Regions from separate parts of the Pan troglodytes genome. Here region 2 is linked to region 1. Evidence: chromatin contacts called from public Hi-C data. All regions are on one chromosome and are shown on one strand. Each heading gives the region's core, a stretch centred on a gene start, on an enhancer-like site or on the middle of the called end of the contact. The rest is flanking DNA. Distances are from core to core; before and after follow the strand shown.

The links. A called contact is a pair of places that touch in the nucleus more often than the background predicts.
Region 2: a Hi-C map of stem cell-derived neural progenitor cells shows a contact between it and region 1, with 6 times the contacts expected there. The contact joins the promoter of SNAPC5 here to the promoter of DIS3L in region 1. A contact is called at or near these places in 1 of 7 Hi-C or Micro-C datasets (stem cell-derived neural progenitor cells) and 1 of 1 datasets of contacts at active chromatin or transcription factors (stem cell-derived excitatory neurons).

What each region holds. Positions count from the first base shown.
Region 1 is chr16:58,292,824-58,297,271 of NHGRI_mPanTro3-v2.0_pri, reverse strand. DIS3L (DIS3 like exosome 3'-5' exoribonuclease) reads right to left here and starts at 1,914. Exons shown (of 17, transcript XM_001174666.8): 1 at 1,473-1,914. LOC134808548 (a long non-coding RNA gene) reads left to right here and starts at 1,354. Exons shown (of 3, transcript XR_010151761.1): 1 at 1,354-1,614.
Region 2 is chr16:58,490,211-58,494,990 of NHGRI_mPanTro3-v2.0_pri, reverse strand. SNAPC5 (small nuclear RNA activating complex polypeptide 5) reads left to right here and starts at 1,689. Exons shown (of 5, transcript XR_008539621.2): 1 at 1,689-3,206. RPL4 (ribosomal protein L4) reads left to right here. Exons shown (of 10, transcript XM_016928400.4): 8 at 479-562; 9 at 674-794; 10 at 1,199-1,531. The coding sequence ends at 1,444.

The DNA.
Region 1 (4,448 bases), core at 665-3,164:
ATTGAGCACCCTCATTTTTTTGGAAGCTGTGATAAATACAAGCTCAACGTGGTTTATGGTGTTGCCAGAGGTGCCGGAGAGGATGGCTGATTTAACAACGAACAAGCACATTTTCAGCATAACCTGAATATTTCAGTGTTAACTCATCATTGACAAACACATTCAAATGAAGCACCCCCACATTTATACCACTTGTGTATGATGCCCAGCAATTTAAAGTTGGCTCTGTGTCAAGCTTCTGCACGTGCTCAGCAGCCTCCAAGGGCCAGAAAGATTGAACAGAGAAAATGCTCCGTGCAAGCAACGTGCAGAGGTGGGGTTTCCTACCAGACCCGCATCTGAGAGCTGGTTAGCCAAGCTCTAACTGAAATGTTCACCTTAATCACAATGTTTGGAGGATTCCGCACATTCGCTGACAAGGACCCCCAGCCCATGCTCATCCTCCCATGGGGGAAGAGAGCCAGTAACGTGCATCGTTCTATCGGCCACCCTTGCGGCCTAGAAACCAAGGACTGGGGCCCAGGAGTCCCCAGTCCAACTTCCCCGTGACCTTCCTCTGCAGTGCGGGCCCAGAGAGTTCACAAATCTACTGTGAAGTGGCTCTCCACTGGGGGAAAAGTCTGGGGCACCAGTGCGGGCAGGTCAGGAAACCTGTGGCTGCAAAGCAGGCGATGTCAGCTTCGCAGCGGCAGCAGCTGGCCGGTAGCTCCCGGGGGCTCCCAGCTCGGGGGCTCCCAGCTCGGGACCTCCCCATTTCTCCACGGCGCGAGGTTGCGGCGGGAGGAGGCCTCGGCTTCCGCGCCCTCGGGCCCCTCTGAGGAGCCAAACCACCCAGCCTCCGGCATGGGGTGCGGGTCTGTCGGGACCTCCCATTGGACAGGGCGGAGCAGTCGGGGAGTCCCGGGGGCCCCAGAAGCCGCGGACCCGGGCCGCTGGGTCCCGACCGGCAGAGGGCAGGGGGTGAGGCCGGCGAGCGGGCGCAGGCCGCGGGGCCTACGCCTCCGTGTCCCCGCCGCTGGCGCTCCGCCTCCGGGCCGCGCTCAACCCCTCACTGCGGCCGCCCGCTCCCGCCGGCCCCGTCCCCGCCCCCGCCCCGGCCCTGACCGTGGCTGCAGGCGGCGGGCTGCGGGCAGAGCGGGCTGTGGCAGGGCACGCAGGGCCGCAGGTAGTGCTCGCGCACGATCCGCAGCGTGCGGCCCTGAAATGTCCTCAGCAGCAGCACCTTCTCCCTCTTCTGCAGCATGGCGGCGTGTCTCCCGGAGGCCGCGGAGTGGCGGGCGCGGCGGAGGCAAGGCCGCGGCCTCGGACCCGCCCCTCGGCCCTGGGCGCCGCGGCTCCGGAACCGCCGTAACTGCCGCGCCCGGGGGAGGCCCGGAGCTACACGCTCCAGGCTGGGGCCCGGCCCTCCCGGCCTCAGTTTCTTCCCTTCCCTCAGTGGCCTGGACCAGGGCGGAGGGGTGGAAACGACCTACCCCAGAGACGGAGGGAAGACTAGGATGATACCTGGACGGCAGGTGAAGAAGGGCTGGGCGCAGCTGTCCAAGATTAGGAGACTTTGTTTGTCCCCCCCAGGTCCATGTGGGAATGGAGTCGCCGTATTAATACTAATACCGGGTAATTAATGTTTTCTCTTCGTTGCTCTCGCTATCTCCAAACGAGGTAAAAGGCTCAGCACATAAGCCGGCAACCCTGACAGCCGAACATTTCTAAATAGTTATATTCATTTTAAGTTACATGTACTTTTTAAAAAGTTTTTTTCTTTTTTTGTAGAGATGGGAGGGTGAGGGGGGCAGGTCTTGCTTTGTTGGCCCGGCTGGTCGCAGGCGATCCACCTGCTTCGGCCTCCCAAAGTGTTGGGATTATAGGTGTGAGCTGCTGCGCCCGGCCTTTCATGTTCTTTTTAAAATTTATTTATTTGTTTTGGTATCCCTATTGAAGTTATCATGTACTTATAATCAAACAATGCAGATAAAATGAAAACCAATCTCTTCCCTTGAAGCACTGTTCCACTCCAACTTTTATAGCTTTTGCAGCCTCTGGCAAAGGATTTCTCCTTTAAACTGCCACTGTGACACAATCACAAACGTACATGTTTGTATTAATAACTTTTTTTTTTGGACGGGGTCTTGCTGTGTCACTCAGGCTGGAGTGTAGTGCATGATCATGGCTCACTGCAGCCCCCGAACTTCTGGGCACAAGCGATCTTCTCCACCACGCCTAGCTTTTTTTTTTTTTTTTTTTTTCTTTTTTTTTTTTTGTAGAGATGGGAGTGTCTCACTATGTTACCCAGGCTGGTCTCAAACTCCTGGGCTCAGGTAATTCTCCCACCTCAGCCTCCCAAAGTGCTGGGATTACAGGCGTAAGCCACCACGCCCAGCCTGTAGCTCTTGATAAAGAGATGCACACAGTCTCTTCTGAGATCACACACCCTTGATGGGATAGAATCCACTCTTCTTCCAAGCACTCAACTAAGACTTTTGAGCTGCACTAGCAGCTTTGTATACGTGTCCCATTTAATTTCCACAACAAGTCAAAGGAGTGGGGCATTAGGTTAAGTGGCCAAGGTTACCCAGTTATTAAGTGGTGGGATCAATATTCAAGCCAGAATGACTGAATTCCAAGGAGGCTCGTAAGTAATTACCATGCTATTCAGAGATGAGTAAAATACAGGTCCTGCATTTAGAGACTTTATAGTCTGCTTGGTGAGCTCCAGTTAAGGCAGCTCAACCAGCTGGCTGGAAACATCAGACTTCCTCTGATGCTGAAGCAGGCAGAACTGAGGATGCTCTGTTGGATGGCTCTTGTCACTCTACAGGAATGCATTAAAGAGAGCCACGATCTCCCACTCATTGTACTTCCATGTCAAGTTACCCTGCAGTGTGAGCTGATGTGAATGAGATCTGAGGTGGAATTGCACGAATTAGGAAAACAGCACAGAGCTGGCCTGTAAGGCAACCAGCAGTGCAGGAGGCTGTCCCTAATTCAGGAAGTCAGTTCTGGACAGCCCAGAGGACAGTCAAGTTGCCAGATTTGTCCCCTACATAAATATGTTCCATGCAGCTGACCACAGTTCCCTCCAAAGCTCCCTCATGTTCATTTTTCTTTTATTTCTGATTGTACCAGGTTATGGGGCGGGGGGGTGTTGATTAGATACTAATATGCCCATAACATCGCTCTTTAGCACTTGGTAGCTTTAAACTTTCTTCAAATTGGGACAAATGATCTTTTAAGGAAGAGAGTGTGTCTGAAGTTCTATTGAAAGTTGGCTTTATTAGTATTTTAAATAATTCAAGGTCCATTAAGCACTTCCTTTGCTTGCATTTTGGCGATAATGTATAAATTATGTTTTAAAAAGCATGATTCCTTAATTCTTGGAACTAATGAGCCAAAATGGACAAGAGTGCCTTTTTGTTGGTTGGTTGGTTGGTTTGCCTCACAGGCCATCTGATGCCTCTTGCCTGAAAAAAAGTGTCTATACTTGTAAGAATAAGCCAGTTTATGCTGTGGTAATATGCAACTTTAAAAATCTCAGTGACTTGGCCAGGTGCGGTGGCTCACGCCTGTAATCCCAGCACTTTGGGAGGCCTAGGAGGGCAGATCACCTGAGGTCAGGAGTTCGAGACCAGCCTGACCAACATGGAGAAACCTCGTCTCTACTAAAAATACAAAAATTAGCCGGGCGTGGTGGCACATGCCTGTAATCCCAGCTACTTGGGAGGCTGAGGCAGGAGAATCTCTTGAACCTGGGAGGTGGAGGTTGCAGTGAGCCAAGATCATGCCATTGCACTCCAGCCTGGGCAGCAAGAGCAAAACTCCGTCTCAGAAAAACAAACAAAAAAATCTCAGCGACTTAAAATGACAAGATGTTGCCTAGGCACCAAGAGGCTCTGCTCTGTGCCCTTTTCCAGGACCCAGGCTGATAGAGCAGGCCCTCTCTGGAACACAGACTGTGGTCATTGGCAAAGGAAAAAAGTCCCCCAGAGAGTCTCATCCCAGCAATTAAAAGCTCAGTCCAGAAGTGACACATTTCAATTCTGCCTATTGACCACACAATAGGGGTGGGTGGGGCAGGAAGTGTGTGCCGCCTCATGACCTGAAGGCAGAGCACTGAAGCCCTTTGGTGAACAGCATCAGTGACTACCTGAGTGACCTAGCTCAAATCCCTTATCCCTAAATGAGTCAGTCTGCTCTGCCAGCACCTTAACCTTTGTTGCTTGTGACTACTCCAGCTCAGCCCACTATCTGGTCTCTGCTTGGGCATTCTACTGCTGCTCACCTCTTTTCACATTTGATGTGTCTTTCCCAAACTCCATGACCCCGTAGGCCAAGGATATATCACCACATTATCTCTAATCTTTATCACAACTCTTCAGTGTAAATATGTGATTTCTTGTGGCAGAGACTGGTTCTGGCTCTCTGTTTGCCAAATCCATGCCCTCTTTTTCTCT
Region 2 (4,780 bases), core at 440-2,939, 200 kb before region 1:
CCCTTATGTGCAGCAACAGTATGCCAAAATGAGACTCACCTGGTCTATATTTTTGGTTTTTTGTTTTGTTTTTGAGACAGAGTTGTTCTGTCTCACCCACGCTGGAGTGTAGTGGTGTGATCGTGGCTTACTGCAGCCTCCGCCTCCCGGGTTCAAGCAGTTCTCCTGTCTCAGCCTCCCAAGTACCTGGGACTACAGGCGTGTGCCACCACACCCGGCTAATTGTAGAGTTGGGGTTTTACCATGTTGGCCAGGCTGGTCTGGAACTCCTGACCTTAGGTGATCCACCCGCCTCGGCCTCCCCAAGTGCTGGGATTATAGGGGTGAGCCACCACACCCGGCCTGGTCCATGTTTATGAGAAGTGATAGTGTAGTAGATATTTTGGAGAGCATAGTGGTTAAAAATAAAGCTTCAGTTGAGCTTCCTGTTCTTTGGTTGATTACTTTTACATGTACATGTCAATCTTTTCCCTTTCAGTCTTCCCATGCACAAGATGATTAATACAGATCTTAGCAGAATCTTGAAAAGCCCAGAGATCCAAAGAGCCCTTCGAGCACCACGGTAAAGTGATACTTAGAGTGTAATTCTCGCCCCAACCCTATAGGTTGTTTCAAAAATTTGTATGTGTATAATGTTAAGTAAAATGTTGATACAGTATCTGCCTTTTTATAGCAAGAAGATCCATCGCAGAGTCCTAAAGAAGAACCCACTGAAAAACTTGAGAATCATGTTGAAGCTAAACCCATATGCAAAGACCATGCGCCGGAACACCATTCTTCGCCAGGCCAGGAATGTGAGTGGGGTTTTTGTTTGTTTGTTTTTGAGTCGGAATCTCGCTCTGTCACCCAGGCTGGAGTGCAATGGCGTGATCTCAGCTCACTGCAACCTCCACGTACCAGGTTCAAGCAGTTCTTCTGTCTCAGCCTCCCAAGTAGCTGGCACTACAGGCACACGCCACCATGTCCGGCTAATTTTTGTATTTTCAGTAGAGACGGGGTTTCACTATATTGGTTAGGCTGGTCTCAAACTCCTGACCTCAGGTGATTCACCTGCCTCGGCCTCCCAAAGTGCTGGGATTACAGGCGTGAGCCACCGTGCCCGGCTGGTTTTTTTGTTTTGTTTTTGTTTTTCTCTTCCTGATACATTAAGTTCTTACAGGGGTTTGATTCTTACTGTTTTCTGCCTAATTTGTTGCAGCACAAGCTCCGGGTGGATAAGGCAGCTGCTGCAGCAGCGGCACTACAAGCCAAATCAGATGAGAAGGCGGCGGTTGCAGGCAAGAAGCCTGTGGTAGGTAAGAAAGGAAAGAAGGCTGCTGTTGGTGTTAAGAAGCAGAAGAAGCCTCTGGTGGGAAAAAAGGCAGCAGCTACCAAGAAACCAGCCCCTGAAAAGAAGCCTGCAGAGAAGAAACCTACTACAGAGGAAAAGAAGCCTGCTGCATAAACTCTTAAATTTGATTATTCCATAGAGGTCAAATCATTTTGGACAGCTTCTTTTGAATAAAGACCTGATTATACAGGCAGTGAGAAACATGACTTGGTGTGCTCTGTAAAGCTTGGTTAGAATTTTTTTAAAGTGACATTTTGTTGGCCATAATTTAGACTGTTACATTTTATATAGTGTGGTATAAAATGGGGCATGGATTTATACTAAGTCCATGGAGTTCAGTGGAAGGGGAATGATTTAAAAAAATTGTGGTTTTCTAAATAATGTGGCTTGAAAAATAGGTGTAACAGGACTTGGTCAGAAACGCAGAGGCTGTTCAAGTTTAGCTCCCCACCAGATGGAAAATAGGTTAAATTCTGTAAAGATTTAACTTTAACCACAAGAGGGCACAATTGGAGAGCACAATTTTTTGGTACTGCAGTAAAATTGATTACCTCTTGAGAAGTGTTCTTTTTAACCAGCTATGACAATAGAGTTGAGTATTTTCACCCATGGTTTGAAAAAGTGCCAGAAGGCCACACTGGCCCACATCTGTAATCCCAACACTTTGGAACCCTAAGGTGGGCAGAGCACTTGAGCCAATGAGTTCAAGACCAGCCTGGCCAACATGATGAAATCTCGTCTCTACTGAAAATATAAAAAATAGCCAGTCATGGTGCATGCCTGTAACCCCAGCTACTTGGAGGCTGAGGCAAGAGAATCACTTGAACCTGGGAGGTGGAGGTTGCAATGAGCCAAGATTGTACCATTGCCCTCCAGCCTGGGCGTCAGAGCAAGACTCTCTGAAAAGTACTAGAAGCATTTTTCAGGACTGCCTGTGTGTCTTGGTGATTATGTTAACCAAGTGTGTTCAAAAGAAGTACCCATGAAATGCCTCCAGATATAAGGGTTTTTTTTTTTTTTTTTTTTTACCCATAAAGCTAAACTGCAAATATTACCCTAGAATTAACCTCTTGTCCTGTGTCAAAAAGTCTTGTTTTGCATCTGGATTGTTAAACTGTCAGCTTCTCTCTGACAGTCTCGAACTGTCAAGACAGTCTCAGTTCACAGCCAAGGTGATCTGTTAACCCTCCCCATTTCCAGGGCCAAATCTCCGTTCTTAAGCACGTCGTTTCTTAGCACGGCTTTATTTTCATGCTCTTTAGTTCTCTATTTTGTGCAGCCTTACCCCTTTAAAGTCCACTGTGAGTCCTACCCTGCAGGGCCTCTTAACACAGTAGAGTTCATGTGCTACTGATTTCAAACACGTGTGCAGGATTTGTGGGGTTAAAGATAGCCACTTGGTGGCACACCACGTTGGAAGTGCTGTTCACCCGGTCATTTGAAACGGTGTTTGACCACTTGGTGCGCAAATGGCCTATCGGATTAAAGGATAGCCAAACCCAAGATTTCTTCAGGTTCTTTACAGCTCCATGGATCTAATTTCAAAATCCTGATCATTACTCATGAATCAAGGTGTTTTGACACAGGCTGTACCCCTTCCTGCAGCTCGTCCCCCGCGGAGTGGCCAGGCTACGGCGGGCGCCGGAAGGGGGCGCACTCCTCGCCTTTCCCCAATGTGTCGGGCAGCCCCGCCTCCCCGCTCGGTTTCCGGGAGTCGGCGGCGATGGCGTCATCACCGAGTGCCGGGCCGACAGCAGCGCGGAGGTTGGCTATGTGACCAGGCAACATGCTGAGCCGGCTTCAGGAACTGCGCAAGGAGGAGGAGACGCTGCTGCGGTTGAAGGCAGCCCTGCACGACCAGCTGAACCGCCTCAAGGTGACCCCGCGGCCCTCTCCTGCCCCTCCTCCATTCCTCCCGAGCGACCATTTCCCCCCAACCTGGGCCTCTGTGGTGACCATCTGCTGCGGCCAGTTCTCCGCTACTCACTAGCTGTGGTGGCGCCAATTTAGAGGTTTACAAACAAACAGGTATCTGAATCACCTGGGGAGTTTGCTGTGCGCTTCTTAGGCCCTATCTTTCAGAATCTTGACCTCGCAAGTCTAGGGTGAGGCCCAGGGATCTGTGTTTGGCAAGTGCAGTCCTACCTGCTGCTTCCTGTAAATGTTGATGGCCCTCAGACAGCACGCTGAGGAAGTGCTCCCTCCCGAAGGCTCGCCTAGACCCCTCTGGCCACCGACCCCTTCCTCCTGAGCTGCTGTTTTCTAGTTTGTTTTGGCGCTTGAAATGCTCTAGTTTTGCCAAGCCAGAAGGAACTCCTAGATCCTCCCATGCTACCAAGGAAGAAACTGAGGCCCTGGGAGAAGAGACTTGTCCTAATGTCTGGAGCTTCCAGTGGCTCTTGTTACTGACGCCATGGCCTTGAGGAGGAGTCGGGATTTAGGCCCACGTGGGCCACTTCCCAAACCTGTGCTTAATGCAGCCCCTCAGCCCGGGCAATATAGTGATACCTCGTCTCTACAAAAAATTGAGACAGGGCCTCACTGTATCGCCCAGGCTGGAGTGCAGTGACATGATCTCGGCTCACTGCAACCTCCGCCTTCTGGGTCAAGCGATTCTCGTGCTTCACCTTCCCAAGTAGCTGGGATTACAGGTGTGCACCACCACGCCCGGCTAATTTTTGTATTTTTAGTAGAGACGGGGTTTCACCATGTTGCCCAGGCTGGTTTCGAACTCCTGAGCTCAAGCGATCAGCCCGCCTCGGCCTTCCAAAGTGCTGAGATTACAGGCGTGAGCCACTGCGGCCGGCCTTACAAAAAAAAATTAAAATTAGCTGAGCGTGGTGGTGCGTGCCTGTAGTGTAGTTCAGCTACTTGGGAAACTGAGGTGGGAGGATGGCCAAAGCCCAGGTGGTCAAAGCTGTAGAGAGCCCAGATTGTGCCACTGCACTCCAGCATGCAACTATATGGGGAGACCCTGCCTTAAAAAAAAAAAAAAAAAGTCCCAGGGAGGTTATTATGCTAATCCCTGCTCAGCATTCTTTTCACAATCTTTTTTTTTTGAGACAGAGTTTCGCTCTTGTTGCTCAGCCTAGAGTGCAGTGGCGCAATCTTGGCTCACTGCAACCTCCGCCTCCCGGGTTCAAGGGATTCTCCTGTCTCAGCCTCCCAAGTAGCTGGGATTACAGGCATGTGCCACCACGCCGGGCTAATTTTTTGTATTTAGTAGAGACGGGGTTTCACCATGTTGGCCAAGGTGTTCTCGAACTCCTGACCTCAGGTGATCCACCTGCCTATTCCTCCCTAAGTGCTGGGATTACAGGCGTGAGCCACTGGGCTCGGCCCTTTTTCAGAAACTTTAAGTCCATATGAGGTGAGGATTACCAAAGCCCTTTGTAAAAGGAAAAGTATTGTACACCTGTGACATATCAAAATCATAAGCATTTTTCCTTA